2 separate regions of the Macaca mulatta genome follow, and region 2 is linked to region 1. The links are chromatin contacts, called in public Hi-C maps. All regions are on one chromosome and are shown on one strand. Each heading gives the region's core, a stretch centred on a gene start, on an enhancer-like site or on the middle of the called end of the contact. The rest is flanking DNA. Distances are from core to core; before and after follow the strand shown. Region 1 holds the start of YPEL4 (yippee like 4). Region 2 holds the start of RTN4RL2 (reticulon 4 receptor like 2).

Region 1 (5,995 bases), core at 2,299-4,798:
CTTTAGAGGGTGACCCTCTTCCTCAGGTACTTACATATTTCCAGCCCAGTGTGGTTTTGCAGCTCTCACAGAAAATATCAGCTACCGAGTGGAGCCCCGTGAGCAAGAGGCGCTGTTCAGCTGGCCCGCAACCCACGTTGACCCTGTCTCAGGAAACAGGAAGGACCCAGCACCCAGTGGGATTGCACTGTCAGTCCAGTCCCCAGACAGCCCAAGGGAACTTCCAACTGGAGAGAACTGGACAGCCCCTGCCTTTAATAATTCACCCCTTTAAGACTAGAGCCTGGGCCTTCTTTTTCCAACGTTATGATTTCAATTCTCCCTGGGCTCCCCATGTGAGAACTTCAGACTGAGAACCCCTTTGCAAAAGGGGAGGCAAAGACTGAAGGCACAAGATCACCTTATGGATTCCCCCCTTTCTCCACAGGGAAATGACTCACTCACACATAAGCACAAGCACACGCACAAGGAAAGAGGTAGACTCACACGGAGTTAAACAGGTAGGCTCGGCCATGGCTCCCTTGGAAGGACTGTGGAGACATAGGACAGACAGTGACTACCAAGCAGCCCTCAGCCCCACTGCCTGAATCCCCGCAGGGGTGTGTGGGAGAGAGGAAGAGCTTCGCTGCCTCACCCCTGGGTGATGTTCAGGCTAGCCTGGTGCACGAGAAGAGGGGAATGGCAGGTCCCGCTTCACATACCTTGGAAATAAGCTCATCGTGTTTGGCCAGGTGTGCACGGCAGTGGACACAGCTGTAAGTGCGGTGGCAGCGGGGCAGGTAGCTGCGGAAAGTCTTGGTGGGGAGGCAGGCAGGGCCTGGACCGGGGTCACAGCTGGGCATGACGGGCTGGAGGACAATGCCCTGGCGGGCTGGAGGGGCTGGCGCCGTGCAGCCCCCGCAGAGACGGTCGCAGGTGAAGCAGCGGAGCAGGTTGGCTAGAGCCGTGTTTCAGGGCAGGAGAAGTGTTGGGGGGCTGCCCGGCGAGGGCCCCCCCAGACGAGAACCAGATAGAAATAGAAGTCACCTGGGAAGAGGGGAAAGGACATCAGGGGAGCCGTGACCTCAGGAGGGCCCCTCCTGAGGGAATGGAGGAAAAGGGGCTCAGCTCACCCATACCTCTACTTCCCCCATCACCATCGATCCCCCCTCGGCATCCAGTTGCATTGTTGCCCTGTCCCCTGGATCCCCATCCTGCTCTGGCAAACCTGGCAGCCGATCCTTTCTGGCGCCAAAGCCAGGGAGTCGGTGTTTCTCCCTCCTGGGGCAGAAGCAGCCTCCACCATTTTCCACAGAGAGAAGCCCACGAGCACAGACGCTGCCATGGGAGCAACGTCATCTGCAAGTGCCCTCTCCTTGGTTTTCAGTTCTTCGTGAGGCTCTGCATCGCACAGGCATTGGTAGGCACTGTGTCTCCGGGGATCAGAGTCTTTTAAGAGTTGGGGATGCCTGAAGGTCTTTCTTTTACATGGCCTTTGTTTGCAATACAATTGATCCTTTATACATTTTGGCGGGGGAGGTGTAAGGTGAGGGGAGGAGGAGCATGCAGGCAGGTTTACAAACCCTGATTCAGTTCTCTCCTGAGGTCAGGGTCCTGCGCTCTTCACTAGAACTTTATAGTTGTTTCCAGCAGTACGGAAGCCCTCACATGTGGCCGCCCATTCCCGCACCTTGGTTCACTCATTCTGGCCCAGAATAAGCACCTGCCTGTCTTCCCAGCCTCTGGGCCCCTTGGTCTTTCTCTTTCCTATTCTTTACTAACTGTTGCCTTAGCCCTTGGTTAAAGACTTAGGCAGAAAATACATTTTCTTCAGGCAATCTGACAGCTGGAGCCAATGGGAAATGGGTAGCGTGTCAGAGGAGCCTGATTCCTGGGCTGGGCAGGGCTGTGTGGTAGGGTGAGAGCAACGGCCACAACGAACAGCAGAAGGAGGACTCATTTTTAACAGCTGTGCTTTGGGGCACAAGGCAGAAAATGTTTCTACCTTCTCCCAGGGGGCAGGGACAAACAGCAGTGACTGTGGGTGACTGAAGATGAAGTAATTGCTGGGTTCTGATTAGGAATAGAGGAAGATTGCCTTCTGCCCACGCGCCAGCTTCCGAGTGGCTGAAGGTGCTGGAGGAGAGGATAAGAAGGGAGGTGGCCCCTGTGGGCTCCGATAAGCAGGTGAGCTGCTGCTTTCTGCTTCATAGAGCTCCCAGCCCGCTGTGGGTGGTTAGCCTAAGTCTGGTTCAGAGATGCCAGCTGGGCACTCTGGCAATGCTAGAGCACTAAGCAGAGGCGAGGCAGTGTTGGCTGCGGTTAGCCAGGGCATACAGACTGTCCTCGTCCTGTCGTCCGCAGTGGCCACAAGCACCCAGCCGTTCCACTCTCTGAAGGCCGCCAGGCAGTCTCTCCACAAAACCTCCATAGAGACTATCTTCAGTTTCAGGTCCTCTCCTCCTGGCTGGGCCCCAGGAAAACACCTTGGGCTGAGTTCAGGGTGACATTGGGCTCCGGCTGCAGGAAATGGGCCCTCCTTGCCAAGAGACCACCTTTCAGTCTCTGCTTCACAGGTCTGCCTTCAACTTTGCCTGCGAGTTCCCCTCTGACATGCACTACCTTGAAACACCTTCAAGGGGCATGGGGAACGGGGCAGCTTGGGTCCCCAATCTTGGGCTCCTTCTCCAGCCTCCAGCCGTCACGCCTCCCTCCCTCTCCCCTAATTCCCAGTCAAGCCAAGGAGAGGCTGCAAGGAAGGCCAGAGAATCACAGAAAGGGGAGTAGGGGTCATTTTTTCACCCATCTCGGATCACAGGGAGAAGCAAGTTGGGCAAATGACTGGAGAAAAAACAAAGGCAAGCCGAGTGCTGGGGAGAGATGTTCCCCTGAAGTGAGATGGGGCTGGACCGTGGGAGGAAGGGGAGAGGGAGGGCTGGCGGGGGCAACTGACAGCTGACAACAGAGGCGCCGAGGCAGAGGCTGGAGGAACCAGGTGCGAATCTCGTGCTTCTTAGGGGGGAAAGAAAGGGAGGGGGACACCTGCTCACAATGGATTTTCTCATCTGCTCTGAGGTTTTGGCATCCCCCGGGCTGGTATTCTCAGTATGGTATGGTCCAAATAATTAGCAGCACTGCCAGCTCCCAGGGCAGGCTTTGGGGGTCTGCACCAGCAGCAAAACAATAAACAGTAATGCCTGATGCTACAGCCAAAGTTGCCGGGAAATAAGTGCGGGAATCGTCAGAGCTTGGAGAGGGATGGAAGAACCGAGAGAGAGGAGCGGAGGCAGCAGGGAGGGGGAAGGGAGGACAAAGGGTGGATGAATAATGTTTTTGCGAAGGGGAGAAAGCAACACGCAGCAGGAGGAGGAAATTTGCAAAGAGAAAAAAAATTCATTTGGAGAAGGGCTGCCCCCTCACCTTGAGGTCTGCTCCAGAGATCTCCGTCTATCTCTCTCTCTCTCTCTCAATCTCTCAATCTCTCTGCTCACTCTTCTCTCTTCTCTTTCCGCTCCTTCAATTGGGAAGGGGATGGGGGTGGGTGGGGGGAGGGTAGTTGGGGACTCAAGACTGGGGCTGCAAAGCTGGCCAGCTGCTGGGGGGGCAGAGGTTGTCTCTCGTTCTGTACCTCGGTCTGTGGGTGAATGTGGCTGTGTGTTGTGGAACTGCATCATAACACTGTGAGTCATCCATCCCCCCACCCCCCCTCACCTCCCACGTCAGAGCAGGGCTGGGAGACACAGGAGGCGGGTCGGAAGGAAGGGAGGGGGCAGGCATCAAAGGATGGGGCTAGAGGAGTGGGGGCCGAGGGACGAGGTGGCGATGGTGGGCAAGGGGAGAGGCAAGTTGTTAAGGAGGAAGGCAGTGTGGCCAAGGAGATAGGAAGAACCTGGGGGAAGACAGGGCTGGGCAAAGATGCAGTGAGGGTGGCAGGGCTAGAGGAAAGGAGGTGGCAAGGCTGGTGAAGGAAGATATGGATGCAGAGTGAGGCAGCACACACACATTTAAGATGATACACTTTCCCATTTCAGCTTGGACACCAGCCCTGAAGCAGGGAAAAGACAGATGTACTAATTGTCATGGATGGCAAACCGTGCCCCAAAACTTGTACCAAGCCTTAAAGCCTCAGTTTAATACTCCTGAAGGAGTCATAGACCCAATATGACATTTTGCATGCAGAAACCTCTTAACAGCTACCTCCAAATTATGTGTGCTTCATGAATGGAGACACCTACATTATATGAAATTTTCTATTGGGCTGTAAACTTCCTGAGACAGGCCTTCTGGGAAATTCCTCTCTACATCCCAGGACCGCAATGCCTAGTACAGACCCATGCATTTAGATGTTTCCAAAATAGCAATTGTTTCCGCGGCATTATGTTCTGCTGGCCTAGAGGTCTTAGTTCCAGAGGGAGGAACGTGGCCACCAAGAGACACAACAATGATTCCATTAAACTGGAATTTAAGATTGCCACCTGTCCACTTTGGGTTCTTCTTACCTTTAAGTCAACTAGCTAAGAAGGGAGTTACAGTGTTGGCTGGGGTGACTGACCCAGACTATCAAGATGAAATCAGTCTACTGCTCCACAATGGAGGTAAGGAAGTATGCATGGAATACAGGAGATCCCATAGGGTGTCTCTTAATATTACCATGCCCTGTGATTAAGGTCAATGGGAAACTACAACAGCCCAATCCAGGCAGGATTACAAACAGCCCAGACCCTTCAGGAATCAAGGTTTGGGTCACTCCACCAGGTTAAAAAAACATAATCTGCTGAGGTGCTAGCTGAAGGCAAACGGAATACAGAATGGGTAGTCAAAGAAAGTAGTCATCAATACAAGCTATGACCACGTGACCAGTTGCAGAAATGAAGACTGTAATTGTCATGAGTATTGCCTCCTCCTTTTGTTAGGAACATGTTTGTGCATATATACACTTGTACTAAGAAAATATCTTGGCCGGGCGCGGTGGCTCAAGCCTGTAATCCCAGCACTTTGGGAGGCCGAGACGGGCGGATCACGAGGTCAGGAGATCGAGACCATCCTGGCTAACACGGTGAAACCCCGTCTCTATTAAGAAATACAAAAAAAACTAGCCGGGCGAGGTGGCGGGCGCCTGTAGTCCCAGCTACTCGGGAGGCTGAGGCCGGAGAATGGCGTGAACCCGGGAGGCGGAGCTTGCAGTGAGCTGAGATCCGGCCACTGCACTCCAGCCTGGGTGACAGAGCGAGACTCCATCTCAAAAAAAAAAAAAAAAAAAAAAAAAAAGAAAATATCTTCATTTTATTTCCTTTCTTTTGCCTTTATCATGTGACATAAGACTTACTGACTTGATATCAGCATTTTTTTTTTTTTTTTTTTTTTTTTTGAGACGGAGTCTCGCTCTGTCGCCCAGGCTGGAGTGCAGTGGCCGGATCTCAGCTCACTGCAAGCTCCGCCTCCCGGGTTCGGGCCATTCTCCTGTCTCAGCCTCCCGAGTAGCTGGGACTACAGGCGCCCGCCACCTCGCCCGGCTAGTTTTTTGTATTTTTTTAGTAGAGACGGGGTTTCACCGTGTTAGCCAGGATGGTCTCGATCTCCTGACCTCGTGATCCGCCCGTCTCGGCCTCCCAAAGTGCTGGGATTACAGGCTTGAGCCACCGCGCCCGGCCGATATCAGCATTTAAGTGTTGTTACCTCTATGTAATAGCATTTGGGTTGGGGATTGGTGTGTTTCCGGTTGTACGAAGGATAGCTGTATTATGTTAAGCGTAATTATGACCTTATTATTGTCTTTATTTGAAGATTATGTATGATTTCAGGAGACGTGTATGGGTTCAAGTTGACAAGGGGTGGACTTGTGATGGTTAATATTGTCAACTTGATTGGATTGAAAGATGCAAAGAATTGTTCCTGGGTGTGTCTGTGAGGGTATTGCCAAAGGTGATTAACATTTGAGTCAATGGACTGGGAAAGGCAGACCCATCCTCAGTCTGGGTGGGCACGATCTAATCAACTGAGCCAGAATAAAAGCAGA
Region 2 (5,995 bases), core at 2,512-5,011, 200 kb before region 1:
TGAGCTGGGAAGCAGTATGGCCCTCCTTCCTCCCACCTTATTTATTTATTTATTTATCTATCTATCTATTCATTTATTTATTTTGAGACAAGGTCCTGCTAAGTCACCAGGGATGGTCTCAAACTTGAGCTCGGAACTAGCGTCAACACCCCCCAATTTCTTTTATTGATTGACTGGTTAATTTTGAGGCAGGGGTCTCGCTAAGTTGACAGGGCTAGTCTTGAACTCCTAGTCTTAAGCAGTCCTCCCGCCTCAGCCTCCCAAATTGCTGGGATTACCAAGACGACCCACCATGCCCGGCCCCTCCCATCTTCTGAATGGGAAAACTGGGGTTTGAAAAAGGAAGCGACTTGCCCAAGGTCCCCGCTCTAGCTAGAGAGCCGCAGAGCCAGGGCACAAACCCATCAAAGCCTGTGCTCTCGACCACTGAGCCACCGCACCTCGCACACTAACCGCCAAGCGTTCTACACAGTGAAGGTGCCAAAGCGGTGAAGGGAAGAGCCAGGGAGGTTCTGTGGACTCACTGGGCGGGTATGCCCAGAGGGAAGTGGGATCTTGGGTGGCACATTGACAGTAGCTGCGCTGTTAGTAAGTGGGAACTCGGAAGTCCAGACTCATCCAGTCTGTGCCAATATACTCCTCCTTCTACCTGGTCTCCTTTCCAAAGCCCGCTGTTCTCCAGACAATGGGGTGGGCGGGGCGGGGGGTGTCCTCCTCCTTTCTAGGGAAAATCCGTCGCTGAGCCCATCTCCAGAGATCTTGGCTTCCCGTGGGGCTGCAGATCCACCTAGAGCCACCAGAGGGCGGGCCAGCACTGCGGCCGAAGCCTGAAGACCCAGCACCCCAAAGCCCGGCCAAGCCTCCAGCCCAGAATCCAGCCAGAGGCTGAGTCCTCGATTACACCTTGCCATCAGCTTACTCCTTGGATCTCAAAACGTCTAACTGCAGAAGCCCAACTCATGTTCAGGCATGGTGTGTCTGATTCTACTGGGACAACAATCGCCACCAAAGAATTACTGCCAAAATAGTAACGACATCACCTACCTACCACCCCTCCACACACACAGAGCTCATTTTACCAAGCACTTTCTCATACGTGGAGTGCCTGGAGACTTAATGCAGCCTCGCGATGACCGGGTAGCCTCGCCGTACAGATGAGGAAACTGAGGCACAAGGAAGGGGAGTACATTGTCTAGGGTCACCTGGAGAACTCTGATCTCCAGACTCAGGTTTCCAATTCTCCCCCCTCCCCCCAACCCTAACTGGAGCTGGGTGGAGCGAGGACAGCAAATGTGGATGGCGGGAGGAAAGAGGGGTCAGAGTTCTCTACAGAGAAGACCAAATGCTTTGTGGCACCTACTGTAAAACGAGACCAGCCAACCATCCAAAAGTCTTCAGTGGGCACCTGCTGGAAACACAACAATGGATGACACGAGTTCCCTGCCCGCAAAAAGCTGGTAGTCTAGTTGGGTGTGGAGGGGATGAGTCAGCAGATAATTATGGGAAACCGTGACACCTGTATAAGGGGCGGGGATGAGCAGAGGGGCTGCGACTGCCTGGAGCCAGGGATTCCTGGACGGGGCTTCCCTTTCCTCGCAGCTCGTCCCGGGAGGGGGAACTCCCCTCCCAGCTTCGGGGTTCCGCCTGCGCTGGGGGCCCGGGGTCCCCTCCCACCCCTCTCCGAAGAGCGCGGGCCCCGGGAACCGATGACAGCACACCTGAGTCAGCCCGCCGCCCACCCGCCCCTCAGCGTCTGTCTCCGCATCTTGTGATATTTCGCTCCCCGGGAGCCAGCCCCACTGCGCTCCGGAGGCAGCTCGGCAAACAAACCCAGCGACAGATTGTGCCGCGGCTCATTCCGGGGAAGGACGCCAAACCCCACCCTGCTACCCCCAACACTCCCTCCCCGCCGCCGCCTCCAGGCCCTCCCCCCAGGCGCGGGCCCTAGTCGGGGTGGGTCCTGCCTCCCGGAGATAGGGGGAGCCCGGGGTGAGGGGAGACGGGAACCCCAGAGATGTTCCCTTCTGTTTCTACCTGATCTGAAAACGAGAGGGGCGGGAGAGGAAATTTAGGGGCACAGAGAGGAGCTGGGAGCCCCGAAGGTCCAAAAATGGGACCAGCAGGGGGCGCCCGAGAGCCGAGGTGCCCGCGGGCCGGGAACTTGCGAATGAAACTGGGGGAGAGGGAGAGAGAGAGGGAGGCAGAGACACCGAGACACACAGAGACGAAAGACAGAGATGCAGGGAGCCCCGAGGGGGAGGAGGAGAGAGACGAAGACACGGAGAGACAGTGAGAAAGAAGACCGGGCAGGGAAACTGAGGAGTAGAGAGAGGAAAGGCCCGAGAGAGAGAGGCAGGGAGGGAACAGAGACGGAGACCACGAAATAGGAATAAGAGTCGGGGGAGAAAACCAGAGAAATCGAATGAAAACGCAAGAAGAACGAGAAACCGTGGAAGGAGCAGAGAATGAATGGGAAGAATAAGACCAACATTTATCAAGCGCCGACTGTATGCCAGGCACTGCGTTGGACGCTGGCACGGATAGGAAAGGAGGAGCCGCGGCGCGGGCGGCGGGGCGAGGGGCTTCTGTGCTGGCGGGAACGGCAGCGCAGGGGGCTCAGGGGTCCGGCACGGCCGCACCCGCGGCTCCAGCAGCCCCAACCCCGCCGGCGCTGCCTGGCCACCGTACCCGAAGCGGCTCCCCCGAGGGCCCCGAGCGTATCCCACGCCGGGGCGGCTCCGCGGACGAGCTGGACCGAGTCAAGACCTGGGAGCCTTTGTAGGGAAGTGCATAGGTGATGGGTCGGCTGATACCGCCATGAAGGGCCAGAGGGGCTCCAGTGAGACCATAATCCGCCCCTCTTTAAAAGGGGGTAGAGGAAGTTCGCACGAAACCAACAGTCTTCTCCCCAGCTTTGGGTCCTCTCCTGCACCCCCGCGGGGGATAAGATCTCCCCTCCCGGACGCATCACACATACACAAAAAAACGCACACACTCGCACACGTGCCCAACTCGCACCCGCTCGTAAATGCGCTAAGGGGCATACACACACCGGGCACATATTTCTTCTCCACCAATCCCCAAGATCGCAAGCGCAAAACCTCTCACAGCCTCACGTTTCCCACCAGCCTAGACATGCACGCTGGCGGACTCGCAGCCGTTCACCCGTGTGCACACTCACGTGCCCCCCGCTTCCCCAAGCCCGTACAAAGGGTAACGTGCAAGCATCCTGAGTCACACCTGCACAAGCATCCTTGCGCGCACGTGCACGCTCATATGCACTCGATCTTGCACGCACAAACTCTTGCATATGCTATTCTTATAGTCGCATACTGGGCTTGAGGTCTGGGAATGGAAGGAAAAGTGGAATCTTGGAGCTGTCCCAGGGGACAGAAACGCTGGAGGCCGGGGCACTGGCGCGAGGGACGCGGCTGGGGGCGGGGGAGGGGGTGACCCAGAAGCTCATCTTCTCCTGGAAATTTGGGAGGGGGGAACAGGACAAGTCCACGGGGTTCCCCTAAACTACCGCATTCCCCCAATAAGGGATTTCTCTAGAAGCGTGGCGCCGCGAGGACGATCGAACACAGTCCTTCGGGTCCCTTAAGCGGGGGGAGGGGGGTGGGGTGGAGGGGGGTTAGAAAGCCGCTCCCGCCTCCTAGTGGTCAAGAAAGGGTTAAGTCGGCAAGTCAGCAAGCGAGGGAGGAGCCAGCGAGTGCGGGAAGGAGTGGGGGTGGTTGGGAAGAGCTTCCTCGCTGTCCCCACTCTCCCTCGGCTAGCAGCCTGGGCGCACGGACCGACGGACTGACGGACTCTCGAGCTGACAGTGCAGCTAGCGGGGCGCGGGCGCTGGGCGTTGACGGCCAGCCCCAGCCCTCCCCGCCCCGTCGCGCCCCGCCCCGTCCCGTCGGGGCCGATGGCTCCTCCCGAGGCCCGCAGCCCGGGGGGCGCAGGGTAGAGCGCAGCGGCCCGGCCACGCAGCCCGGGGACTCCCGGGCCCTCCCGGAGCCCCGCGGGGTCCCCGCCGTGCATCCGGCGGGCTCAGGGAGCGAGTGGGAGCGCCCTCCCCCCGCCGCCCCCTCCCCCGAGCGTCGAGACAAGATGCTGCCCGGGCTCAGGCGCCTGCTGCAAGGTAAGAACCCCGGCGGCGGGAGAGCGGAGGGCATCCTGGGGAGAGAAGCAGGGCGTCCCTTCTTTCAGGGATCTAGGGTGGGGCAGTTGGGGATGTGGGGTAACCTGGGGAAGGGGAAAAGCTCAGCGCTGGGGCCGCGCCCCCGCCGCCAGGGCTGCTCTCAGCAGGAGGGCACTTGGCTAGGAGCCTGCGGGCGCGTGCGAGGAGCTCGTGACCGAGGTGGGACGCTGGGGGCAGGTGGACCCGGCCCGGAGGGGGGAGGGAAGCTCAGGTTCCACTGTCCCGGCTCCACCTGCTCCGGGGGACGCCGAGGACTCGGGCCGGCTGGGGAAGCGCCGACTCAGCAACTCCTCCTGCCCGGTGCCTCAGCACTTTCTGGCCACCTGGGAAGACAGGAGGTGTGGGTAGGGGGCTGTCTGGGGAGGTAGGAGGCGCAGAGGGAAATCCAAGTGGCCCTCTTTGGTAGGACAGATGGAGGGCGCTAGAAAGAGGATAGTTCTACTGATTGAGTGACAGATAAGGGTGTGGGCCAGAGATTGGGGGTGGGGTGGGGAGGGGTCAGGGGGAGAGTGATAGGAAGGGGAAGTCAAAGATGGAGAAAGTGGTGAGGGAAGCTGAAAGGAGGAGGGAGATGGAGCGGGGGAGGGGGAGAAGGAATAAAGGTTAGACGGGAAAAGCGTGGAGGGAAGTGGGACCCAGGTGAAGACCAAGGAAGAGGGAAGGAGAGGAAAGACCAGATCAGGGGAGGGGTGGGAAGAAGACTAGGGATGGGGACCCAGAATCCGGGATGGAGGTAGCAGGAAAGAGAATTAGGACTGGGACCCTGGGGACCGGAATGGAAAAGGAGAATGGAAAGATCAGAAACCAGAGAAGGATGGGGATGGTGGCTAGAGAAGGGGCATCAGGAACCGGGGAAGAGGGTTGGGGACCGGGAACCATGGGTGGGAGAAGGGCTGGAGAGGAGGGACAAGGAGGAGGAAGAGAAAGGCTGGGAGAGAGGGACTGGGGGCTGGGGGGTGCTGCCCAGGGATGAGACAAAGAGGCTTCTGGTAACCACTTCCACGTGGGAAGCCCTCCATTCCCAAAGCCCTGCCTGCCACATTGCTTCTCTCAGGGAGTGGCTGGTGGGCCAGATGGGGGGTGCTCTGAGCTCAGAGCCTTGGGGGGGGCTGTGAGGGACAGAGGGTGAAGACTTTGGAAGGGGAGTGGCAGCCTCTGAGGGTGGGCAACCAGGCTGGCTCCTGTGCTGCCATTTATTTATCCGGCCCGGACGTTGGATTCTGCAGCCACCGCCACCACCACGGTGGCTGCTTATTTTGGGGTGTTACATTCTGGCAGAGTGAGAAGCTGTTTGCAGCAGCTCTAAACCTCCGTCACCCGCGTCAGTGCCTCCCCAGGCCCCTGCGTCACTGGTATCACCACCACCTCCATCCCACTCCTCAGCTCCCACCTCCTCAGCCCCTGCCCCCTCAGCATCTGCCCGCAGGCCCTGGCCCCTCCCTGAAGCAGCCTGTGGGGTGTGGAGCCCTTGCTTCTCGTCTGGGACCCTGTACCCCTCCTTTCAGAGCAAGAGGCCTCCGCTGCCTTTCCAGGGAGCATCCCACTCTCCACCAGAGACTCTGCCCTGTGGGTGGGTAGCCTGGATCCTGCCCCCTACCTTGGGTCTAGTTTTCTCCTTCTCAAGTTCCTTCTTCTACAGGGGCCTCCAGCCCAAAGAGTGGCCTGTGGGCTGAGAACTTTGTTTCTGAGCCTTGGTACTCCAAGGTTTAATAGCCAGAGTCCTGGACAGTGGTCCCTCAGTGAACGGATACTTTTGGCTCTGGATACTTCAGCCTTCCGGGATCAATACCATGTTCTAGCCTCTCT

The links. A called contact is a pair of places that touch in the nucleus more often than the background predicts.
Region 2: a Hi-C map of fetal cortical plate shows a contact between it and region 1, with 2.6 times the contacts expected there. The contact joins the promoter of RTN4RL2 here to the promoter of YPEL4 in region 1. A contact is called at or near these places in 4 of 14 Hi-C or Micro-C datasets (cortical neurons, fetal cortex germinal zone, fetal cortical plate and 1 more).

The regions. Positions count from the first base shown.
Region 1 is chr14:15,745,741-15,751,735 of T2T-MMU8v2.0, reverse strand. It overlaps YPEL4 (yippee like 4), which reads right to left and starts at 3,548. Exons shown (of 5, transcript NM_001261807.1): 1 at 3,400-3,548; 2 at 702-1,026; 3 at 487-530; 4 at 35-143. The coding sequence starts at 842.
Region 2 is chr14:15,941,813-15,947,807 of T2T-MMU8v2.0, reverse strand. RTN4RL2 (reticulon 4 receptor like 2) reads left to right here and starts at 3,761. Exons shown (of 3, transcript XM_015114160.3): 1 at 3,761-4,129. The coding sequence starts at 4,099.